Regions from separate parts of the Hordeum vulgare genome. Here region 1 is linked to region 2. The links are chromatin contacts, called in public Hi-C maps. All regions are on one chromosome and are shown on one strand. Each heading gives the region's core, a stretch centred on a gene start, on an enhancer-like site or on the middle of the called end of the contact. The rest is flanking DNA. Distances are from core to core; before and after follow the strand shown.

What was found. A called contact is a pair of places that touch in the nucleus more often than the background predicts.
Region 1: a contact with region 2 is called in a Hi-C map of seedling, with 2.3 times the contacts expected there. The contact joins the promoter of LOC123426981 here to the enhancer-like site in region 2. A contact is called at or near these places in 4 of 6 Hi-C or Micro-C datasets (leaf, seedling and an unstated tissue) and 1 of 1 datasets of contacts at active chromatin or transcription factors (embryo).

Annotation. Positions count from the first base shown.
Region 1 is chr2H:522,069,997-522,074,899 of MorexV3_pseudomolecules_assembly, forward strand. LOC123426981 (glycerophosphodiester phosphodiesterase GDPDL4-like) reads left to right here and starts at 1,951. Exons shown (of 9, transcript XM_045110904.1): 1 at 1,951-2,405; 2 at 2,891-3,184; 3 at 3,325-3,440; 4 at 3,522-4,020; 5 at 4,450-4,488; 6 at 4,571-4,858. The coding sequence starts at 2,306.
Region 2 is chr2H:521,929,312-521,934,040 of MorexV3_pseudomolecules_assembly, forward strand. No RefSeq gene overlaps it. Among protein-coding and RNA genes, the nearest start is that of LOC123430410, 120 kb to the left of the region's middle. Within about 2 kb of position 1,785, at least 3 of the 3 cell types and tissues checked have open chromatin away from gene starts, as enhancers often do. A contact at or near this core is called in leaf and seedling, where this site is marked.

The DNA of each region.
Region 1 (4,903 bases), core at 701-3,200, 140 kb after region 2:
CTTCTTCATCACCTTCGCAATGTATGCCATCTTCATCATGCCACGAGTCATCATGGTCGGCCTCAAAGTCTTCATCGGCCATGTACTTGTCGCGCCCATCTTGACTCTGGGTCTCCTCCGGATCGAAGGTTCCGCCCTGCCCACCCGTCTGAAAGGCCTCGCCACAGCCCTCGAAGATAACATTCTCCATGAACTGGGCGTAGAAGGTGTTCTCGACCGTTGGCGTCGGTGTTGGCATTTCGTCGAACAAGACGCGGGACGACGTCATGGTGGCCGTAGACGGCGGCCGGGCTTGCTTTCTTTGCATCTCCATGGACGGGCGGCCGCCGCTGCAGGACCACGACGTGACATTGAGGTCGATGACGGCGCGATCACGCTGACTTTCGACAACCCCGACACACGGGTCTAGGCTTGGCACCTTGGCGGAGGGAAACCGGGCGGCAATGGCGTGGTCGACGACGTCGGGCAGGGGCACTGCGGAGGCCAGACGACCGACGGGCCTGTGCTCGCTGGTCCGACGGGCGCAGCCGCGAAGCTCATCGGACGACACAACCCCATCACGAGGAGGGCGTGCACTTTGATGACGATGGCCTCCTTCTCTTGAGCATCAGCCTTCTGCCGCGCGGCCTCCAACGCGGCACGCTCGCTGGCGTACGCGGCCGCGGCGTCCTTCCTCTTTGCCTCTGCCCGCCGCCTCTTGGCCGATTCCGCGTCCAGCTTTGCGATCTCCTGCGACGTGAGTTTCGACCGCGGCTTTTTCGTACCCTTGGGCGCCTTCTTCTTCTTCGCCTTGGTGGCCGGGACGACGGCCGGGTCGCCGAAATTCGGCGGGGGATCGGTCATGGCGGGAGGGTAGCGGGCGGGGGGGGGGGGGGAGGATGGGGCGTGGGAGGGTTTTGGGAGAAAATGAAATGGAATGAGGCGTGGGGGCGCGAAGGTCGTGCTGCTTTGTGCCACCGGTGGACGGGTCTGGGGAGGACAAACGCGCGCGTCCCGCCCGCCCACGTGCCATCCATGCGTTGTCCATTTTATCTTAAAATCGAATCAAGTTTGGGTTGGAAATGGATTAAAAACGAACAGAAAACGGACGCCAAGGGACAGGTAAGGTGGCGCGCTGGAGTTGGGCTCACGAGAGAACAATTATTGATTGATTCGGCGCCTCTCGCACCTACGACGTGCCCGCGACCACCTGAAGGGCAAAACTACACACACGATTTTGCCTAAAAATCGTGGGCCACGACGTGGACGACACACGGCTCCCAGGTCCGAACCCGACCATGCCAAGCCAGGAGCGGCGGGACGGGTGGGTGTGGGATTTCCAGGTCCGGCTCGGCCGCTCGACAGCCGCACGCGGCGTCCGGAATCCGAGGACGTGCGTGCCAGTAAGCCAAACAACCGCGCGTCTGTCTCTCTCAGTGACGTGTGGGGGCGGCCGGATCGCGGGATCGACTCGTCGGCGTACAGCGTACAGCGTACTGGTACCACTAGCACGGATGACCGCTGTAATCACGCTGCAGATGCGCCATTATTCTGCGGGGACCAGGGTGTCAGTCAGGTCGAGGCGCCGGTGAGATGTGTCAGTGCTAGTACACACATCTCGGTGACCAAACTGCTACTGCCGCCGTCTCATCTCACGGTAAAAAATGTACTACTACTAACAGGCAAGTGGAAACAGTGTCATGTGCATGTTTTTACTAATGATGTGTACAGCAGTAGTACGTACTGTAGTTTTTGTAGATAAAAATGTGTGATCGTGGCGAAAAGGAGGGTGGTTGCACTAGCTCTCAATTCACCATGACAGTGCCAGTACAAAAACTATAATTACCCGACTAGTCCTGACTGGGATCGCAGCTGCTCCGATAATAAGTGACAAAGATAAATGGTAAAGAACAAGCACAGTCCTGAGGAGAGGCATCAATGGGGGCCGGGCCGTGCCGGAGAGGCAGGCAGCAGCAGCACTACTAGTCCTCATTATTTGACCACCACCACCACCTTCCCTTCGCTGCCACCTCCTGCCCTGCCTCTTCCCCTCTCCTCTCCTCTCATCTACCATTCCTCTCCCCTCCCCAGCATAAACACAGCTCAGCAGGCCCCATCTCCAATCTCCATTCCATTCTCTCTCTCTCCCTCCGGGCCGGGGCTTAAATCCAGCACGGCAATTGCCTCGCATTGTTCCCGAGGACTCCTTGGTTCTGGCTGCGTCGTACCAGGGACAGGGTAGCGGTGCCGTTCTTGGAGCGCTGTTCCCGGGCAGCTGCTTGAGGCCAGCCGTCCCGTCAGGGTGCTGTTCGCCGGCGGCGAGGCAATGGGGAGCGGCCGCGTCTGCTACGTTGTCGCGTCCGTCGTGTTGCTCTGGCTGGGCGTGGCCACTGCGCAGGGTGACTCTCCTTGGAAGACGCTCAGCGGTATAACATTCTCCGGCCACCCTCTCTTTGATCCGTGTCCATTGTTTACACAGGAGAGTTTAGCCTGAAATTTTAGAATTTTTCCACCATTTTGGGCTGGACATTTTACTCCTTTGCTGCATACTGTGGTTCCGCTCGGCTTTTGGATTGGAAGGTGGTGGCAGTAGCGTATTTGAGCATTTTGGGCTGGATCGGTTAGCTACTTCATCTTTCCACTCATTTTAGGCTTTTAGCAGTGCCTCAAGGGTGATGGATTGGAAGATGGGGACCGACCAAATTAGCCTTTTGGGGTAACGTACAGTTGCTGTTTTCAGCTAGCAGACATGTTTGTTACTAGCACATGCATGGCAGCAGCTTCTGGAGATCAAGCAGTACATTACTAATACTATATGTGCTTGAGCAGCTCCTCACATATCTCTGATGACAACTCTTATGGTTTATCATCTGGTCCTTCCAAGACTAAATAAACAGGCTTGATGTTTCAGGCAATGCTCCGGCGATCATAGCCAAGGGTGGATTTTCAGGCTTATTCCCCGACTCTAGCGAATTCGCTTACCAGTTCGCGATGATTGCGAGCTCGCCCGATACAGTCCTGTACTGTGATGTCCGGCTCACAAAGGATGGCCTTGGCGTCTGCCTACCAGACATTAAGATGGACAACTGCACCAACATTCCAGATTTCTATCCTAAGGGTAAGAAGAGCTACCTTGTCAATGGCGTATCGACAACGGGGTGGTTCTCCGTGGACTACAACGGCACCGAGCTATCGCAAGTGTCTTGTAAGTGCTACCATGCTGTCATAATGTTACTTAAGATTGGATCTTGTAGTGCTTGTTAGTGTGATGAGGAAGGGGACATGCCTCTCTTCTTGTTTGACCTCTCTATGATTAGAACTCACTGTGGTATATATGTTGAACAGTGAAGCAAGCAATCTTCTCTCGCACGCCTAGGTTTGATCCAAGCTTCTTTCCATTGCTCGCTGTCGAAGATGTGGCGTCCAAGTTTAAGCCTCCTGGAATGTGGCTCAATATCCAGGTACAGTTAACAGTGCCGTCTGCATGCAGTAGAATATGTTGCAGGACATTGTGCCGTTGCTGAAAATGAGCCATTTTGCAGCATGACGATTTCTACAGCCAGTTCAATATGAGCATGAGGAAATACATCCTTTCTGTGTCTAGACGTGTCATCGTTGACTACATCTCATCGCCTGAAGCAAGCTTCCTCACCAGCATTAGTGGAAGGATTAGCAACAACACAAAGCTCGTGTTCCGCTTTCTTGACGAGGCCACTCTTGAACCATCTACCAAAGACACATATGGTTCCATGTTGAAAAATCTTACATTTATCAAGACATTTGCATCTGGGATACTTGTCCCGAAGAAGTACGTCTGGCCTGTTTCACCAGATAATTATCTGCAAATGTACACTTCGATCGTCGATGATGCTCATAAAGTGGGGCTGGAAATTTATGCTGCTGATTTTGCCAACGACTTTGCGCTCAGTTACAACCATAGCTACGATCCGTTAGCTGAATCTCTATCGTTCATTGATAATGGTGCATTTTCTGTTGATGGCATATTGACTGATTTCCCTGTCACGCCTTCAGAAGCCATTGGTGAGTTTTTTTCCTGCCATATTTGACAATGATTCATGTTTATTCCCTCGAAAATGTTTATTTCTCAATAAAATTCATGCACTTGCGACACATATGATGGTATCATCTACTTTCCATTTTGATATGGCATGAATTTGGACTCTCAACCTAATAACAGGACTAGTAACAACATAATTGTTAACATGACCTTTCAACATACAACAACAACAACAAATCTGTTCAACATACAACAACAGGACCTTTCAGCATAAAAGTGGAACATATATTTACCTCCGGGCTGTACATCATGTTTGTTACATCATTTGTAGCAAATTTGAACTTTTGACACGCATGTTGCAAACTTCATTTTGTTTTCAATTCTGTATTCATACAATGCGTCTGATGGATTATGTTTCTCATTCCACTCTGTTTTATATTCTGTCTTTGCAGGCTGTTTTGCGAATTTGAACAAAAGCAACACAGCTCATGGTATGTATCATTCCTTTCCATCTTCTTCACTCTTCATGTTTATTCATGTTACTAACCACCACTATTGACATTTTTCATGCAGGGAAACCTCTAATTATTTCTCACAATGGTGCTAGTGGAGATTACCCAGGCTGCACTGATCTAGCTTATCAGAAAGCAGTCGATGATGGTGCAGATGTCATTGATTGCCCTGTGCAAGTAACCAAAGACGGCATACCAGTATGCATGGGATCCATTAACTTGATGGATGGTACTACTGTTGCAAAATCACCATTTGCGTCCCAGACAGCAGTAATGAAAGATATTGAGAGTGTCCTAGGAGTCTTTACTTTCAACCTCACTTGGGATGACATCGTGAAGAATCTAAAACGTAAGTTCTATTGAAATACATCTGCACACTGAAATATCTGCTGCA
Region 2 (4,729 bases), core at 535-3,034:
CAACAACTAAAACTAACATCATATTTAGACTTTACACATTTTTTAATCAAATCTTATATATAACATGTTAAAATCAGAGTTATGGTTTAGAAGATATGGGTAATTCTATGTTACATAAACTGTGCAGGGATTAACCGAAACGTCAAGGGGTTTTCTGTTAAAACAAAAAAACAGTTCAGTTGACTTAAATATAGATGACGTGTTGAAAAATGGTTTGGATGTGACTTAAACATGTACTGCAAGTTAGTTTACAGAAAACTAAGGAGATTATTCACAAAATGACGTGATGCACGATGAGGAACTATCCATTCTTTATTATTATTAGGTATGTATAGATATAGATTTCTATATCTATCTATACATACTAATAAAGTGGCTATTGTTTTTTATCACCGAACAACCCCCCCTCCCCCCAGGGGCAGCAAGCTCTAGCCACGGGGGCAAACAAGTATTGTGTAAATATTACACAAGTATAGTTTATATATTTATATATACGTGCGATATCATAAAAGAAGAAAATAATCCCACCTCATGCTGTTTAAATATCTCCGTGAGTGACCATGGTAAGAAGCTGGCTAGAAGGTGCATGCCGTTCCATACATACCTTATGAAAGTAAATTGTGGGCTATGAAAGGATTGACGGATTCGAAATTATTATGGGATACAAGAAAATTGGATGATTAAGAGGAATGAGATGCAAAATTGGATTATTGAAGGGATTGCGGGGATGTTTGAGCCTCAATGTGTGAACTATATAAGGGCAAAATATGTGTGCCTTGCATCCTTGCCATTGGCACCCTGCCTGTCGACGATGGCATCATCCGGATGTTGTACTGCATGCTGAAGCAATTAGCGTTTTTTTAGTGTCGAAGCATGGGGTGTTGTGTTAGTTCGAACGTGTTCGGTCTAGAACTATATAAGGGCAAAACATGTGTAACCTCACATCCTTGTCATCGATGCCAAGACTTGTTTTGTCATATTGTTCGGTTGAGACTAAGTGATCCACCAGTCTAATAATACCATACAAAGAAAGTATAACATGGTTCCCACATTTGGTCATTTTGTAGGATAAGAGTTCTCTTTGTGGCGAAGCACATGGTGTTGCGTTTGCACATGCACATCAATCTATTTTTTCTGTTGCAATACATAGACATATCTCATGCTTCCTCCGTAAAGAAATACAAAAACATTTTAATTATTAAAATAGTGATCTAAATATTTTTATATCTAATAATAAAGAGGCTATTGCTTCCGTCGGAAAACCCACCGCTGCCGTTCTTTAAAAAAGCCCCTGTCTTTTAGGTAATTAAACCCGCAGTACCTTTTTATGTGTTACAAACAAGAAAACGTTTCATTTTTGCAGAGAGCCCCCTATGGCATTGGATAAGAGAAACGCATCTGGGCTGACAGGGCTAGGTCAGGGGATTTAGGAGTGGGTAAGGCTGGGCCTTGGCACGGCTAATGGGTTGTGCACTACTACTCTTTTTTTTTTCTTTAATTTCTTTTTCTAAATTCTTTAATTAAAAATGTATGGCATTATTTTTTTCCATTGCAACGCACTGGTTCTTTTGCTAGTTTAGTTTTTATAATTCTTTACAGAGGGAGTAGTAATACAAATCAAGACCCATTTATGTTCCCACGTACTCATTTACCAAACCCCAAAGCAACACGTCGTACCCACGACGCGACACCGGATGGGCCGGCGCGCTTTGTGCGCCGATGAGTGGTCCACCCGCACAAAGAGCCGCTACTGTACATCATTTCACTTTCTGTGCCGGTGGTGACCATGTTGTGCGGCAGGAGGAGCACTTCGTCGCAGTGCACCCGAAAGAAGGAACCGTATGATGCAGCGGCTAGCAACATCGATCGCATAGCTGGTACTACTAGTTGACACGAGGAAATGATAACAGGGGAGAGGGAAAACGGAGGTGCCTCTGCCTACGGCTAGGGGTTCCCGGACGATTGATGGGATCTTTCCATGTGCTGGGGAAGGGGAAGAAGCCTTTCCGTCGCGGATGATACCATCGCCTCCTTGCGATGATGGCCGGACCTTTTTTTCCTTCCGGCGCTTTCTTCGCGGCAAAATCTTCGAGAACATCGGCTGGCCTGGGCGGCGGCTCGCACATGCCGGCGAATCTTCCTCCACCCTTTTTGTTGCGAGCAGGATGATGTGCCAGCCTGCTTTTGCCTCGGACTTGTTAATTCAAAGCGAAGCTGAGAAGAAGCATGTTCCGAGTATCAGGTTCAGGTGCCGAATCCACGAACGTTCACCTGAATCAAGGTGCGCGTGTGCTGCCGGGTTTCTCATGGGTCGTAGGCTCGTAGTAGTTCGTTCGTGTGCTGTCCATGAACGGGTAATGGTCGTGGTCTCTGCTCCCAGATCGCGCCGGATAATCCTACAGTCCCAGCGCCAAAAGCTGCTGTTGTCCCATGTGCCCGTCGCTTCCACGGTCGGTGAAGATCACCCAAATGTCAGGGGACAGGTTCCAACATGTCATGTGCAGTCGACGCCGGCCCTACGCGCCCTTGTTTCAAATCATGTTGATCGATCATTCGCCGTCGGGCAGCCATTCTCGGCACAAACTGAGAGTATACTTGGGTATGTTTGGTTTATGGCTAATTTTATCATAACTAACCTTAAATAAAGTACAGCTGCACAAAAAGTATTATTAACAAAACCTAAAAAATAACGCTCACACGTGTGGACCTTTGCAAACCACCCAGGTTTACCGTTCGTTTACTGTTGCACCAATCTTGGCAACAGATATCTGAATTTACTTGTCATGTAGGACTGGGTTGATGTGGTCATTTAACCACTTCGCTCGCACGCTCGTTTCTCTCTTAGCATAATTTTTTTTATGTTCGTCTTAAAAATGATTTATCTCCTAATTAAAAAAACAGTTATAAATCCGTTTTCACCATTAAATCCGTCTCGACGAGATCTTCAAAGCTAGATCTCATGTTGATATGTTTCGATGAAAAAAAATTCGGATAAAAGTTGCCATGATGTTACATTATAGTTGAGATGATGTTACACTGTAGTTGTCATAGTGTTTACACTACAGTTGCCATGACATGTTATATCTACTTTTTTTTATAGATTTAAAGCTATCGTTATATTTCCAACTACTTTTTTTGATAATTTTTATTAATTGACCATGATAACTTTTAGTAATTAACCACGACAAATTTAATACATGGATCGTGGCAATGTTTAGTAATCCCTCATGGCAAATTTAGTTTATAGATCATGGTAATTTTAGAATTTTTACCATGATCGATGAAAAACAAATTGACCAAAAGTTGCCATAATGTTTGTACTATAATTGCTATAGTGTTTACATTAAAGTTGCCATAACATGTTTTACCTATTTTTCCAAGCTACCGCTATATTTTCAACTATTTTTACGACAATTTTTATTAATTGACCATGGTAATTCATCATGGAAATTTTAGTTTATGGTTCATGGCAAGTCTAGTTTCTTAATTCCCCATTTTATAATATGTCAAAATTTAGTTTTAAAGGTAAAAGAAAAAATAGCTGAAACATATCATGGCAATTTCAATGTAAACACCATGGCAGTTCATGTGCAACAGACATGGCAAGTTTTAACCCAAAAAAGTCATCGAAACATATTGATATCAGATCTAGTTTCGAAGATCTCATCGCGATGGATTTAATGGTGAAAACGGATTTTCAATCAGATTTTCCATTTAAGAGATAAAACATTTTAAAAACTGGAAATCCAAAAAGATTTCCACATGCATGCATGTAGTGACGTGAGACAGGAGGCCGGACGTGTGGGCATTATCTGTTTGGCCCACACATAGGCGTCTCAGCTGGTTTTCTTAGATACCATACGAGACGTGTGGCAAGACCCCTTAACGCCGAGATGTGTGGGCGTTATCGCGACCCGAACAAAATGGTCATCATAAGTATGGTAAGTTCTGGTACAAAGTTGAATCTATGGCATGTGAATCATGTAGAAAAATGTGACAATTCACAAGTGTGACAATGAACAAAACACATATCTAAGATGTTGTGACATGAGTAATGTTAGGCGTGACAACCTTAGGCTTCAAACCAAACATGCCCTTGATTTTTTGAGCCCCGAAACCATAGAACAATAATTCTATGGTATTTATTGTATAATAAAAGAAAGTATGTTACAAAGGAGAGGTGGGTATAAAAAGGCCTAAAGAAAGACCTATATTCTAGGCAAGACTTACCAATGCCTCCTCTAGATACATGAGTCATGTATTTATAAATTACCGTCTAACCACTCAATTTATCCTTAATCTTAAATCTTACCAGCTTCAAATCTTGCTGGAGATAAAACCTCCATGTTTAAATTGACTGCTACTTAGCCAATGCTCACCTAGTTGCATATATAGACAATATATTTGTTGCTAAACTTAATTTGTTGAAGAAAAGCTAAAAATTGGTAGTTGCCTATTCATCCCCCTCTAGTCAACCATATCGATCCTTACAATTTGTATCACAGCTACGTCTCCTTGTAAGGGTTTCACCACCCAAAGAGTATGGTCAACGACGGGGATCGGGTTGTGGATTTAACCGAGGCCATGGGTGTGAGCACGGTCTCCTAAGGGGATTTAAATGAGGAAATTTCCTTACTTAAATCCTCTACGACGACCGAGGTCAAATTCATGTTTAAAGACTTCCTTGAAGGGCTCAAACTCTCTACCGATCCATTGCGAGTGGTTAACA